4 separate regions of the Mus musculus genome follow, and all the other regions are linked to region 2. Evidence: chromatin contacts called from public Hi-C data. All regions are on one chromosome and are shown on one strand. The core of a region is the stretch at or near the end of the contact, and the rest is flanking DNA. Distances in the headings are between cores, read along the strand shown. Region 1 has its middle 44 kb from the start of Tnfsf4. Region 2 has its middle 33 kb from the start of Gm31869. Region 3 has its middle 67 kb from the start of Tnfsf4. Region 4 has its middle 56 kb from the start of Prdx6.

What was found. Hi-C and Micro-C count contacts between places; a contact is called where the count stands out from the background.
Region 1: a contact with region 2 is called in a Hi-C map of bone marrow-derived macrophages, with 27 read pairs. The contact joins two enhancer-like sites. A contact is called at or near these places in 2 of 15 datasets of contacts at CTCF or cohesin (CD8 T cells and large pre-B cells), 1 of 484 Hi-C or Micro-C datasets (bone marrow-derived macrophages), 5 of 115 datasets of contacts at active chromatin or transcription factors (CD8 T cells, bone marrow-derived macrophages, embryonic fibroblasts and 1 more) and 1 of 9 other capture datasets (embryonic stem cells).
Region 3: a Hi-C map of bone marrow-derived macrophages shows a contact between it and region 2, with 22 read pairs. The contact joins two enhancer-like sites. A contact is called at or near these places in 1 of 15 datasets of contacts at CTCF or cohesin (CD8 T cells), 1 of 484 Hi-C or Micro-C datasets (bone marrow-derived macrophages), 5 of 115 datasets of contacts at active chromatin or transcription factors (CD8 T cells, embryonic stem cells and pancreatic cancer cells) and 1 of 9 other capture datasets (embryonic stem cells).
Region 4: a Hi-C map of the G1E-ER4 cell line shows a contact between it and region 2, with 4 times the contacts expected there. The contact joins two enhancer-like sites. A contact is called at or near these places in 3 of 15 datasets of contacts at CTCF or cohesin (CD8 T cells, large pre-B cells and pro-B cells), 30 of 484 Hi-C or Micro-C datasets (the AML12 cell line, B cells, the BV-2 cell line and 18 more) and 6 of 115 datasets of contacts at active chromatin or transcription factors (CD8 T cells, Th17 cells, bone marrow-derived dendritic cells and 2 more).

The regions. Positions count from the first base shown.
Region 1 is chr1:161,349,279-161,352,719 of GRCm38.p6, forward strand. No RefSeq gene overlaps it. Among named protein-coding and RNA genes, the nearest start is that of Tnfsf4, 44 kb to the right of the region's middle. Within about 2 kb of position 1,888, at least 25 of the 459 cell types and tissues checked have an H3K27ac peak or open chromatin away from gene starts, as enhancers often do. A contact at or near this core is called in bone marrow-derived macrophages, where this site is marked.
Region 2 is chr1:161,733,157-161,736,657 of GRCm38.p6, forward strand. No RefSeq gene overlaps it. Among named protein-coding and RNA genes, the nearest start is that of Gm31869, 33 kb to the right of the region's middle. Within about 2 kb of position 1,600, at least 158 of the 459 cell types and tissues checked have an H3K27ac peak or open chromatin away from gene starts, as enhancers often do. A contact at or near this core is called in the G1E-ER4 cell line and bone marrow-derived macrophages, where this site is marked.
Region 3 is chr1:161,327,172-161,330,681 of GRCm38.p6, forward strand. No RefSeq gene overlaps it. Among named protein-coding and RNA genes, the nearest start is that of Tnfsf4, 67 kb to the right of the region's middle. Within about 2 kb of position 2,205, at least 19 of the 459 cell types and tissues checked have an H3K27ac peak or open chromatin away from gene starts, as enhancers often do. A contact at or near this core is called in bone marrow-derived macrophages, where this site is marked.
Region 4 is chr1:161,305,752-161,309,128 of GRCm38.p6, forward strand. No RefSeq gene overlaps it. Among named protein-coding and RNA genes, the nearest start is that of Prdx6, 56 kb to the left of the region's middle. Within about 2 kb of position 1,515, at least 10 of the 459 cell types and tissues checked have an H3K27ac peak or open chromatin away from gene starts, as enhancers often do. A contact at or near this core is called in the G1E-ER4 cell line, where this site is marked.

The sequences.
Region 1 (3,441 bases), core at 638-3,137, 380 kb before region 2:
TTTGGCATTCATATGTAGTTCTATCCTAGGTCTCTGGGCTATCTAGCCTTTGGTTTCTGGCCCTCCAAGTGGTGTTGGGGGTTGGTTACCTCTAATGGTATAAGTCTCAACCTGGATCAATTATTTGTTGGCCACTCCCACAATTTCTGCACTACCTTCACCCCAGCACATCTTGTAGGTAGGACAAGTTGTAGGTCAAAACTTTTGTGGCTAGTTTGGTGTCCTAATTCCTCCATTGGAAGTCTTGCCTGGTTACAGAGGATGGCTGCTTCAGGCTCTGTATCCCCATTTCTAGGAGTCTTAGCTAGGATCACCCTCATAGATTCCTGGGTGTTTCCATTGCACTAGGTTTCTAGCTCATTTCAGAGATGTTTCCCAATCCCACTTGTCTCTCCTAAAACTCTTTCCTTTGACCCTTCCCCTACCTTATACCTCCTGTTGCCATTCCCACCCCTACCCATCCAGACCCCTCCACCCTCTCCACCTCTACATCTTGACATATTTTTTTTAACCCATATAGTATCTGAGTAAAGGAAAAGGATTCTTCTTATAATTTTGTCTCAGCAAAGGGTCAAATGTGATAGGAGGAATAGGTAAAGAAAATAATCAAGGGAGGGAAAAGTAACACAAAATTCTTTTCAAAAAAGTTGCATGGAAATCTACTACTGTGGAAGAATGTACACATATTATATGTATATATACATTACACACACATATACATTTAAAACTAAAGCTACAGTTCTTATTCTTGTTTAATGGTTGGGTCAGAAACTCAGTAAGTTTACTTTTACTATCACTCACTGTTTAAAATATACGAGCTTTGCTCTATGGTTGGAAATTTTACATCATTTCTTTTTATCCTTAAAAAGCACATTTCCATTCAATTTCCCCTAAAGTGTTTTTTTCTAATGCTTTTTATATCTAAAACACTTTTGGGTTTTACCTTTTCATATTTCCTTTCTGATAGATATGAAATGGGTTATGGTTTTTAGAGTTGTTGGTCAGTGAGGTCCTATAGCTCTTACAATAGTACAGGCTGTTGCCAATGCTCTTGGTAACCTTTTAGAACTTTGTGGTAAGACCCTATCTGAAGACATTATATGCTTGAGTCATGGAACATAGAGATATCAAGCTGATACTGACCTGAAGCCTTCAATCCTACTACTTCTGTTCTCTCCCTATGGGATTGACATTGCTTTCAGTGTAACTTTTATCTGGGCTCAGGTAGCAATGTCTGGTCATCAGACTTCTGAGTACTAATGTAATAAAAATAAGGATGCAACCTATGTACTCTAAAAAGTAGATATCCCTTCCGTGATGAAGGAATGTTCTTGCAAGTGGCATCTCCTCCAGCCAATAAATACCCTGAGTGTCTATTGGTCTCCTTTGGATTTTGATGTTATGTGATCCTCATTTGGTTGGGTTATTCCCATGCTTTTAATCACCCTTACTCTTTAAAAACTGCCAGTTTTGAACGAAGCACAAAACAAAACCAAGCACTGTAAAAATTTAGGAGCTGTAGATGTTTTGTCACGTGGCTTTTATGGAGTAGCAGACCCAGTGAGACTTGTTCCATCAGTGACAGGTTCAAATCCTGTTCAAGTCCTTGCAGATAGATTACATCCCACATACTGGGGCTTTTGGAGCAAGACTCTAACTCTATCTCCAGACAATGGCCTTCAAGATAGGTCTTGGCTTTAAATCAGGCCTCAGAAGAAACTAGTGGTTAACTGCAGATCACCAAGTGACCATGGGACCCGAGTTTCCCATCATGAACTCTTATTAGCCCTGCTAAACCATAAAGGTTGGCTACCAGGATTAAGCAGCTCAAATGTCCATGGCCTCTAGTATTACAATATTTCTCTTCCTCTTTTACTGTGGTGTCATAGGGGAATTCCCCCTGATGAGTAAGAAAATGCTTGGTCTGTTTTACAGACACTGCCTTCATGTGGATTGTGCTTGTGTTACAACCCATTTGAGGGGTATCTCAGAAGGATAACTGTGAAAGGAAATCTCAGTAGGCATAAGTTTGAGCAGTGCAGCTTCTTGCTTACTTTATTTTGGAGAACATATTCTGCATCTCCAGGTTAATTTAGCCTTGTTGCTTTAAAGAATACCTACGCACCTCAGTGTAAGTAGCCCTCAAAGTTGTAGGTTCTATATGGCGAAGATTCTGATGCTAATCTTGTTCTGTTTTACCTACTCCCATTCTCAGCATTGTTCTGGTTTTGGACACACACAGTATCTGAGCCAGACAAGGGAGTCCAGACCACTTGGTGGGCTGTAGCTGATAGTGTCACTGGGAGGGAGGCAAGTATAATGAATAGGATGAAATGCTTGCAAAGTTAAGAGTGCAAGTAGGCTTTTATGAATGTGGAAAGACATGAAAATATTTGTCTCCTATGAATGTTCACCAAAGGGTTACTTCAGCAGATGAGAACTTAGCAATTAAGTATATGGGAAAAGTCATTCTTTTGGGTACTAGTTAGTCTTTTCCCACAATAACTCTTTGCTGTTGCCCATTGATCTCATGAGCAAAGTGGTCCTCATAGCAGAGTAGAGATTACTCATGAACTCAGCAACCTGACTTCTGCTCACCAAGGTTGACCCAGTCGTGACTGTTGCTGTATAGCCACTCTTGTCAGCAGCTGAGACAAATGAGCTGTTCTGAGGTTTGTTTTATTTGGCTTCTTCTATCAAGAAAGATGTAGCATTTCTTCCTTGATGGAATAGCCACTGACCATATCCGATGAGAGCTTGTCTTCTCTGTGTACAATGTTTCTGTCTTGGAATTTCCTGAGTGATAAAGACAGTGACTTTGTGATAACGGAATGACTCACAGTGGGACATTTGGTAGTGAACACGAGTGAAATGACCCAGGATATGGATCTGGTCACTCAGAAAAGCCAACCATATCATTAGAGAGATTGAGGCTTTGAACCATGGTGATATTGGCCTGACTTCTGGAAAGCAATAGAGGAAGTTGGGATCAAACATGTGGGCAGGATACTATTCCTATCAGCGATGCCTATGAAATGAAATTATAATAAAACTCTGGAGCATGGCACATGGGTGGGCTTCACTAATTGCTACTTCTCTGCATGCTGCCACACACTATAGGGGAAATAAGGACAAGAGTGTTGAGGAGAGGACAGCAGAGGCTTCAAATACCAAACTCTCCCAGAGCTTGCCTTGTGCGATTCTCTAATCGTTTTTTAAGCCTGCAATAATTAATATAGTGACATGAAGTAGTTTAGTAAATTATTAAACCAGTAAGGGTGGTAAGAAACTTGCCCCCTTAGGTGGGTCATGGTGGCACCTTTAATTCCAGCACTCTAGAGGCAGAAGCAAGCAGACAGATCTCTGTGATTTTAAGGACTACAGAGCTAGTTCTAGGACTGCTAGAGTTATGCAAAGAAATTCTGTCTCAAAACAACAATG
Region 2 (3,501 bases), core at 350-2,849:
AACCTCAGATCTCAGGGTATGGTCATATTTTTGAGACTCAACCTGGCTTGGAGCTTGCCATGTAAGCTAAGCTGGCTAGCTAGCAAGTCACGGATGTCTGCCTATCTCTACCTCCCCAGAGCTGGAGTTACAAGCATGAGCTACGACAACCAAGACTTTATTTATACGTGGTCTTCTAGGACTCAAATTCAGGTTTTCTTAACCTCTGAGCTATCTCTCCAGCCCTCATCCATATTTTTGTAATCCTTGCAAGTAATGCAATGCAAATAATATTCATCAAGATCCACTTATGCTCATCATCACGGAAGTCACAACATTCAACCCACCAGTTATTGCTAATGGGGTGTGTGTGTGTGTGTGTGTGTGTAATCATGAATATTTTGAAAACCGTATTTCAATATAACTGGCTCCTTTGTAACCCTGCACTTTGCTCTCTATGAGGCACTGTTCTGAGGAAAGGTTTTTGAGCTTCATCCCATTACCAACAGCTCCTCGTCAGCTTGACATAGTTTCAGTGAGTAGATTTTTCTAGAATTTTCTAGCCATTTGGTCACTTCTCACAGTGACTCTAGACTCTCCCCAGCAAGTCCATACCTGTAATCTAGACTTCATGCCACACCTGGTAATCAAGACTCCCACCAAGACTCCCACCTAAAACAACACGCACCGGGTGCTTATACAATGTGAGTTTGACACCTTATAGAAAGAGGTTTACGGAGCTACCACCTGCCGGATCTCGCACGGCACAGCGGTTTCGTATGTCCCTCTGCTAAACCTAGTGTGCTCCAGCATATGCTACTGTGTAGTTCCTAAGGACTGCCAGTGACAGGCCAAGTACCTGAAAGTAGTGGGAAATTCTCCTTTGTGAGGTAGGAGCAAGTTTTATACCCTTACAAAATGCAGAAGTCTTGAATAGCTGAGTGGTTAATTACTGTCTCCTCTCCCCCACCCCCCAACCTGGCTGCTCTTTGTCTCTTTCTCTCTTGCCTTCCAACATAGACTCTGCAAGGCATAGGCAGCAAAGATTCGTCAGGGCTGGATTGATGGAGAGTATGATCTCTTGCTCCTTCTCAGCATCAGGTGGGTTTAACTCTTAAAGAAAGAACCACAGTCTGCCCGAGGTGGTCCTGCCATGACTCAGACTCCAAGGAGCGATGTTAAATTGAAATTCTAGAACAGACATGCAAATAGGTTTCCTCTTGAGTGCCCAGCATCCCTGTGTCACCCGTGGGAGTCGCTGGCCGAAACGTAGAATGAGAAGAATCTCAACAAGAAGAAATGCCACAGTGAACTGACAGTGCTCATCGAGGCTATGAAGGTGACGACATACGTCACAACGTGTCATTTACATGCTTGAGGAAAGCATAGCAGCTGCCAGAGGAGGTGCCACCTACGTATTTTCATGAAAAAAAAAAATCACTGGAAGGGGAACCATGAAAGAAAGCTAGACCCCAAGAAACCTTCTGTTTACTGGCTGGCTCTTCACACTCAATGGGCCTCGAAGATGTCACCCGTTCTGGTCAAATGGCTCAGTATCATGAGCTTTCTAATAGGCAAGAGACTTAAAAGCATAATGACAACAACTAACCCACTTGGAAACGCCCTTGTCATGACTAGCTGATCAAATGAAACTCTGAGTCCTTTTCTAGACCGCATCAACAGTGTCACTCACGATGGGCAAAAAGATCTCAACAGTTCACCTTAAAAAAAAAAAAAAAATTACCCATAAGACCCAGAAACCAGCGACTGCTCTAACGCAAGCACTCCGGCACCGGTGGCCTCAGCTGCTTCGTCTTTCTAGTCATAGTGCCCTTTTGAGCAAGGGTCACTCTTACTCCTAAGAGGAAAGTCGATCTGACTCACTTTCAGAAACTGAAAGCACACTGTGTCCACAAGAGCCGGGACGCTTACTGTAAAACCACAAAACCACATCAGAATTCTTCAGCTGCTCAGGAAGGAAAAGAGTCAGTGGGCCGAAAAAAAACCTCATCCAGACTTCTCCACACTTCGCCCTCCAGAGGACTCACGGGCTTTGCTAAGAGACTGGGAGCCAAGAACAGATTTCCGCAGCCAGTGTAGACTGGGCCTCCGGCTTCTGTTACTGAAAACAGGAGACAATGGCCCAAGGCTCCTTCGGGAAGCAGCACAGCTTTGGTTTTATTGACTCTTCCCTCTTTCTTGTCATTTTCTTCCCCAAATATCCATCCCAGGTCTAAATGTCTGTTACTCAGTTAGTTTGTGCTAGCTGGTATGCCGAGATTAAGAGTGGGACTTTGCTCTGGATCGGGTTCTTTCAGGATTCCAATAGGATGCTTTAATAATTTTATTCTATGGTTGTGTGGAGAACAAACCCAGGCTGACACTTTCATTGGTGAGGTAGCAGGAATCATTGACATTAACAAGAAGGATAACGGATTCCTCTTGACTATCCACCCCTCTTCCCTCAACCCTTCCGGTCCACGACTCAGGGGGCAAAATCCGAATCTTGTGATTTCACGGTTTTCTGCTGCCACCTGGTGATGGCTTACAACCAAGCAGTGGTTCTCAATCTTCCTAATGCTGAGACCCTTTTACACAGTTCTTCACACTATGGTGACCACCTCCCAGCCATGAGTGTATTTCGTCGCTATTTCATAAATGTAATTTTGCTACTGTTGTGAATTGTAATGTAAATGCCTGATATGTAGGGTATCCGTGACCCCCCCCCAAGGGGTCGTGACCCACAGGTTGAGAACTAGAGTTTCCGCAGCCTGAATTTCTGCCATCCTCAGGCTGGCACACGGGGAAGACAAAATGGAAGATCCCAGACCACTCTATAAGCACCCTGAACCCCCAGAGGAAGCCTGGTGGCAAGATTATAGGATAACCCTCACCTCTTTTCTCTCTCCTGTGTCTGCTTAGCCCAGGTAGTTACTACAGATGGAGGACGGGTGATAGAGGAGAGCCCAACTCTTCCCCATGCACCTCTAGAGAGACCGCAGAGGAAATCAGAAAAGAAAAGGTCTGGACCTCTAGAAGAACTACAGCAAACTCACTGAGGTCGGAGCAGCAGAAGTCACATTCTGTCCCTGTAATTCTGTCTAGAGTTGGTTTTGAGAAGTGAATCCAGGGCAGGTTGGTGGTAGACAACTATAATCCCAACCCTCAGGAGGCTGAGCCCAAAGGATTGTGAGCAAGCTTACGCTTCATCTCAAGACTCTATCTAGGAAGAAAAGAGCAAGAGTACAGTGTCAAAGAAACATGGGGGCCAGTGAGGTGGCTCTTGGCTCTGTGGGTAAAGGCACTTGGCGCCAAGCCAGATAACCTATCTGATTCCTCAAACCCTCATGGTAGGAAGATAGAACTGACTTCTCCAAGTTTCAAATGCACACCAGGGGACAACACACACACATATAAAAAGATAGATAAGCAAATTTAATTTTAAAAAAATTTTAAAGACATAACCGATTACTTTGTACTTACATTAGGACATATTTTAATATAATCTCCCAAGTGAGTGAG
Region 3 (3,510 bases), core at 955-3,454, 410 kb before region 2:
ATGGCACACACCGAAGGAATGGGGCAGGGGATTGTCAAAGCAAGAGTGGGTGTGAATGGTGGAATTATCCTCCAGTTCCAAGAGCTGCTTCTGCTTCACCACTACTAGCAGGGTCCACTTGACCAAGGCAAATTAAAGATGAAACAGATGAAGTATAAAAGAGGCAGGCAAATAAAATTATACACACCAAGAAAATCATTCTTTCTCTGGGCCAGTCCTTCCCACAGGTAAAGAGAAGCCATGCCATCTGGAAGAAAGGAGAACCAGCAGTATTTACACATCTTAGATTTGTCATCTTCCCGGTACTACCGTGACTCATTTGAAAGCAAGCAGTGTTATTTTTAAGTATCTCCTTGTTTGCTCTCTCTTTTTGTTGTGGTTGTGGTTGCTTCCAGCTCATCTTTAATCCTGGGCTGTGTCAGTGCTCTCTGTCCCTGTTCTGAGTAGAAGTTAGTATGCTTTAGGCCAGTGTAGAGCTGGTGTGGATTTCCCCAGACCCTATGTGCTACATCAGAAAGGTTTCCTTGGAGTGCTCAGCCTCTTCAACTTTGATGCTATAACCTTTGTTTTGATTAGAAAACTGAAGAAAATCTCATGTCAGCCCCAGGGCAGTGTAATGGGATGACTTCCTCTGAGTTGGAGACATTTGGCAGTTGGCTTCCACTGAGATTAAATTTCTCCTGTCCGAGAGGGTTTATGCTCTATGCTTACCCATAGTCCTTTATTAATTATTCTTCTGTCTGAAACTCACGTATACTCTGTCATCCATCTATCCACCTGTCTCAAAATCTTCTGGCAAAGAAGCCCACATTTTATGATCTTCTTTGCAGCCTTCCTGTATGGGACACATATCTAGACAGGTCTACCCTTAACTTTAGTACTTGCTCCTTGGAGCCACACTTTCTGCCCCACCCCATACTTGACCTCCATCTATCTCTGAGATGTTTGTTTGAGGTCATTCCAATAAACCAGGAGAACAGATGGATTTCAAGTCTGATTCATGCTTTCTGTTATTTCAAAATGTGTAGATTGTGTGATTTTAGCATCCACACCCTTGTCAACAGCACATCAATGTTATCACAAGGCACACAGTGGTTAGGAAATCTGACTGTGCTTGATCCCTGACAAACTAAGCCTCTGTACCAATGATTTTTATTCTATGTAGCTGGGCCACTGACTCCTTATTGCTCCTAAGATCTCTTAAAGTAATCAAGGAATAGCATGTTACTAGATGGTATGTGAATATAATGGAAACATTTTGTTTATGGATATGATCTGAGCTTCCAAAACCAGGCTGGGAAGCCTTCTTGTGCTTTTTAGCATCATATTAAACCCTCCACCCTGTATCTTCTGGGTTGTTTTCTTCTAACAGATATCACAAAGACTAGACTTCTCTTGCTCATTGTTGTTTCTTTACAACCTGGAACATAGAAATGTTAATACATATCCATTCTCTAACTAAGCTTTGAGAAGTAGAAATATCCCCTCACAAATCTTCTGGGAAGAAAGGGAAGTATTAAGACCAGCTTTGGGGAGCACCATTTACCCAGGATTCAGTGTCTCATTGAGATGCAGTACTGAAGGTAAGTGGGCCATTCAATATTTGACTCTCTGCTACTTTGATTCATCCACACCATTCTTCTTGTTGCTCTGAAATCATGTTAGGCAATGTTTTCTCCCGCAGGTCAGATAAAGTTGATGATAGCCAAGAATGATTCTCTCCTGTACTATATCTTACCAGTTAACAGATCTGTCATACTTTATATAACTTACATGACAATTACTGCACTAGTGTGTAGTTCATGAGGCTTTTAAGGTTGATTTGGACCACTGTAAAACTCAGTGTTTGTGTGTATGTGCATGTGTGCATGCACATGCAAGTCTGTGTCTCTGTGTGTTACACTCTATCTCTGTAACCCAGTGCGAGCTCCTTGAAGATGAAGACATGCGCATCTGACATCTTTTATCTCTGACTCTAGTACTTACAACATAATGCTGTCTACAGCAGGAATTTCATAGTGGTCTGGTAGATCAAAACTCATAATCAGATATTCAGGGTAGGATAGTTGAATGAGCTTGTAACTGTCACTCCCTGTCGCCAAGGTGTTACAATTCTCTCTAAGTATGTTGGCTTCCCAGCTCTGTGTGGTTCACTTACCCCCAATCCCTTCCTCTAAAAGGCTCCCCAGGGTAATGCAAATGTGGGCTTGTTACTCATAGCAGCTTTTACTTCCTTTTATCATCACCACAGTGTAATGCAGAATTATCATATTCTGATTGCTTGTGTAAAATGTGGGAATAGGGAAGTCATATGTACCTTCTCTTGTGATTAGTCTTACTGAACTTGGGAGTGCTATTGTTCTATGATGGTTGAAATACTCTATCCTGCCCTGTTCAGTGAGGCAATCTCAAGCCAGATGTAGTTACTGAACACTTGAAATGTAGTTACTATGAAAGAGGAACCATATTAACTGCATTTGATTTTAACTAGCCTGTATTTCAATGTAAAAATCACACATGACATATAGCGACAGTACTGAATAGTGAGTGCATTGTTAGAAGTCTTTCCATAAAACAAACTTGGTTTTATTGATATTCTGTGTCCTTTCTATTTAAATATGTTCCTTTATTACCTCTTTTATTTCAAATTCTTTCTTGCCTTGACTTGTTTGTCCTCTCAATATTCAACACTGCTTCTAAGCTGAAGGTTTCTGCAGCTCATCAACACTCTCTAGCTCGGTCTTCTTTTCAGATAACTTGAGAATTAGAAGAAGTGTTTACTATACCAGGGCAAACACACCTCTGTTGAAAGTTTAAATCATGATTCAACTGAATATATAGAATAATTTAAAATGAAAAATCCTGGCAATATGGAGCTTGATAATATATGCCTATGCTCTTCTATAAAATCATGTCTTTAGTTTTTCTCTCTGCACATTTTACTGTCTTTGAAGGCTACTTGGGTAGGTGTAGAAAAGTTTAACTTGTCCATGTCTTTTGATTTTAGGTCAGGAGTCAGCAAGCCTATTTTGATGAAGTGACAGAGTGACTATTATCTCTGTCATAATTAATTTTGCTGTTGTAGAGTTAGTAGGTAAAGAAATGGCATTTCTATGTTCTAATAAAGTAAAAATAAAAATAAAATAAAAACCAGTAAGCCTAGTTCAACCTCTAGTTTATAGTTTCTTGGCAGTTATAAGTAATTCTCTTATAAATAGCACATGATTTATCCTCTTATAATACAAAATTGTCAATGAAAAATTTAAGTCTCATAAGAAAGACTAAGGGAGACATCACAAGACAGAAGACTTCCCATTCTCATGGATGGGAACAACTGATGTGATTGAAATGTCTACCCTACCAAAATTAATTTATAGATACAATGCAATTTCAATAAAAATCCCCATGGCATTCATCATGGAAATAGAAAAAAATACTAAAATTCATATGGAATCATAAAATACCCAGACAGCCAAGGTAATGCTGAATGAAAAGAACAGTGCTGGAAAG
Region 4 (3,377 bases), core at 265-2,764, 430 kb before region 2:
GTCACCACTGCTCAGAAGTCTATCTTTTAAAACTAAGGGCCTCTTATCCTCCTACCTCTAAAGGTTGCCTGCTTCCATTCTTTCTGCTGGCCCTCAGGGCTTCAGTCCTTTCCCCCAACCCAATATCTGATCATGTTCCCCTCTTCCCCTCCCTGTCTCCTTTCCCACCCAGGTCCCTCCCTCTCTCCCTGCTCCTGTGATTGCTTTCATCTCTCTCCCAGTGGGACTGAGTGGCATCCTTACTTTGGCCCTTCAGTTTGTTAACCTTTTTGAGATTTGTAGATTGTATCCTGAATATTCTGTATTTTTTTGGTTAATATCTACTTATTAGTGAGTACATACCATTAAGAGAACAGATAGTGACTGGAATGTAAAAAAAAATGCAAGTAATAAAAAAAAGAAAAAGCTATGATAGCTATACTTTTGTCATCAAGAAGTTACATCAATATTCTAATGCCTAAGCATAGAGAGGAACAGAGAGTGGAAGGAAAATGTCTCCGTCTATGTACCGACATCTTAGTTATGTTGGAGAAGAAAATCCAGTGGAGAAATAACTTCACTGATTTCACAAAATTGTTTTGCGTTTTCACAGCTCATAAGATTGTTTCCCCCAGAAACATACAGGTTTCTAATGCTGAGTTTCACTTTCAAATGTCGAAAAGTTTACTCCCTGGTATCTTTAATGGTACACTAATAACTCAAAAGTGATTTGGATAGTTTCTGTAGTTTATTTTCTGTTGGTTTCCAGTGTCATTCCACCATGTAATGATAAAATAGAAATTATTTTTATTTTTTTGTATCTGCTAAGATTTCTTTGTTGAACCAAGCATGGTGGGGCACACCTTTAATTTGAGCAGATCTCTGTGAGTTTGAGGCCAGCCTGGTTTACAAAGCAAGCCCAGGACAACCAGGGCTATGACTCAGAGAAACCCTATCTTGAAAAACAAAACCAGAAACAAACAAACAAGAACAAGAATCAACAACAAAAAAATTCTTTTCTAGAATGTGGTTTATGTTAGAAATGGCTTTATAGAGAATATGAGAATATATACTATCTGTCAAATACAATAATACTAGATATCCATTAAGTCCTTTTAACCTACAGTGTAATTCAACTGCAGGATCTTTGTTGGTTTTTTTTCAATTTGATGACCTAAAGACGATAGCAGGAAGTTGAAGCCACCCACTTGTGTTGTATCATGACCTGTCTGAGCTGCTGTGCCCATTTGTTTTCGTGTTAAGAGAATGGGAGCTCTAACAGTCAATGCACATGTAATTGCCATTGCTATATCTTCTTAATAAGCATTCCCTATATTAATATGCAACATGTCTCCTTATCTCTTCTAGCTAACTTTGTTTTGAATTCCACTCCATCAAATAACAGAATAACTATATAACTAACAAAGCAGCTTGGTTTGGGCTTCTGTTTTCTTGATAACCTAGCTTCTATCCTTTGACCTACACTCTGTGGGCGTCTGTTCTAGTTAGCTGAGTTTTCTGGAACAAGTAGACAGTTGGATTCTGCCTTTGAAGGCAGACAGTCATGTAGGACATGTGTCTTTATAGATAAGCTGGAGCCATTTACTTTTAAAGGGATTATTGAGAAAGGCTTACCGATTCCTGTCATCTTGCTGGTGGTTTTTATGGTTACTTAGATCATATTTGTTGTTTTTCTCTCCTCTACCACGTATTGGTGTTTTCCTCATTCACTGTGTTCCATGTGATAGTCTCTTTTCCAGCTCTTGTTTGTTAATCTGTTCCTCTCATCAGATTTCACTGCTTCCTAAGCTCTTATGAATGAAACTGTGCTGCTTCCTTCTCTGAAAACAGAATCCCTTTGAGCCTCTTCTGTAGTGCTGGCATGAACTACCTTGGTTTGTGCTTGCAGTAAACTGCTCTCTAAATATTTTATTGATACCCATAGATCTGTGGCACTCTACCCATGTCAGAGAAACTTCTTTTAGCAGTGGGCAGAAGTCGATTAGAGAATCACAAGTAGTAAAAAAATAAAAAATGCTAAGAAGAATTGATTGTGAGTGCTTAGCCCTGAAGGGACACTTAACACACACACACACACACACACACACACACACACACACACACACTGCCAAAGCTGTAGGATAGGAGTTGCTGTGAGATGCTTTCTGCTGGACATGACATGAGTCATGAAATGTCTTAGTCCGTGTTTGAAATGTTCTTACTTCTCCATCAGTGTTCAGTTTTCCTTTGGACAGCCTTCACATCTTGTAGTAGTCAGCCAACACAAAATAGATTCTGTGCATGTGCTTTATTATTTTCTGAGAGAGAGAGAGAGAGAGAGAGAGAGAGAGAGAGAGAGAGAGAGAGAGAGAGAGAGAGCACCGAGAGAGATATATATCATGAAGTTGGGTGGGTAGGGAGGGAGTTTGGGAGGAGTTGTGAGACATAATATAATCAAAACATACTGTATGAAAAATTTAAAAAATTAAAACTTAAAAAGATTTTCTGGATACAGTAATCTTGTTTGTAGTTATTTACTTTCTAGGTTTGAAATACATTATTCCTCTCTTTTCTTGTCTTCTAAGTCTGATGATTTGTTTGTTGTTGTAGGTGAATTGGTATTTTTTCCCCTTTACAGCTTTTTTTTTAAAAAGAGATTTATTTATTTATTTTCTGTATGTGAGTGCACTGTAGCTCTACGGATGGTTGTGAGCCTTCATGTGGTTGTTGGGAATTGAATTTCTAGGACCTCTGCTTGCTCAGGTCAACCCTGCTCGCTCCAGTCAGCCCCCGCTCCAGCCCAAAGATTTATTTATTATTATACATAAGTACACTGTAGCTGTCATCTGACATACCAGAAGAGGGCATCAGATCTCATTATGGGATTTGAACTCAGGACCTTTGGAAGAGCAGTCAATGCTCTTACTGAGCCATCTCGATAGCCTCCCTTTACAGCTTTTAATATTGCTCCTGTGCTTCTTGTTCTGACATCTTAACTATAACACATCATGGAGATGTTCTTCTCCAGTGATGTGTATTGCAGAGTTCTAAATACCCCTTGTGTTTTGAAATCCATTTTTCTCTTAAATTGAAAAAAAAATCTGTTTTATTGAATAGTTTAGTTATACCTTTAGTTTTTATACATTTCCTACTAACTGAGAATTTTTATAGTTGATCTCTTGATTGTATTTTGAACATTTTCATCATGTTTGTATACATGTATATGTATGTCTAGGAAATACTACATTCAAACATGAGTAAAGAAATGTGTGTGTGCGTGCATGTGTTTGTGTGTATTTCTGCATCTGTGTCTATGTGTGTGCCTGTCTGTGTGTATGTGTGCCTGAGTGTATGCATGTGTATGTGTGTACATGTGTACATTTGTGTCTGTATGTGTG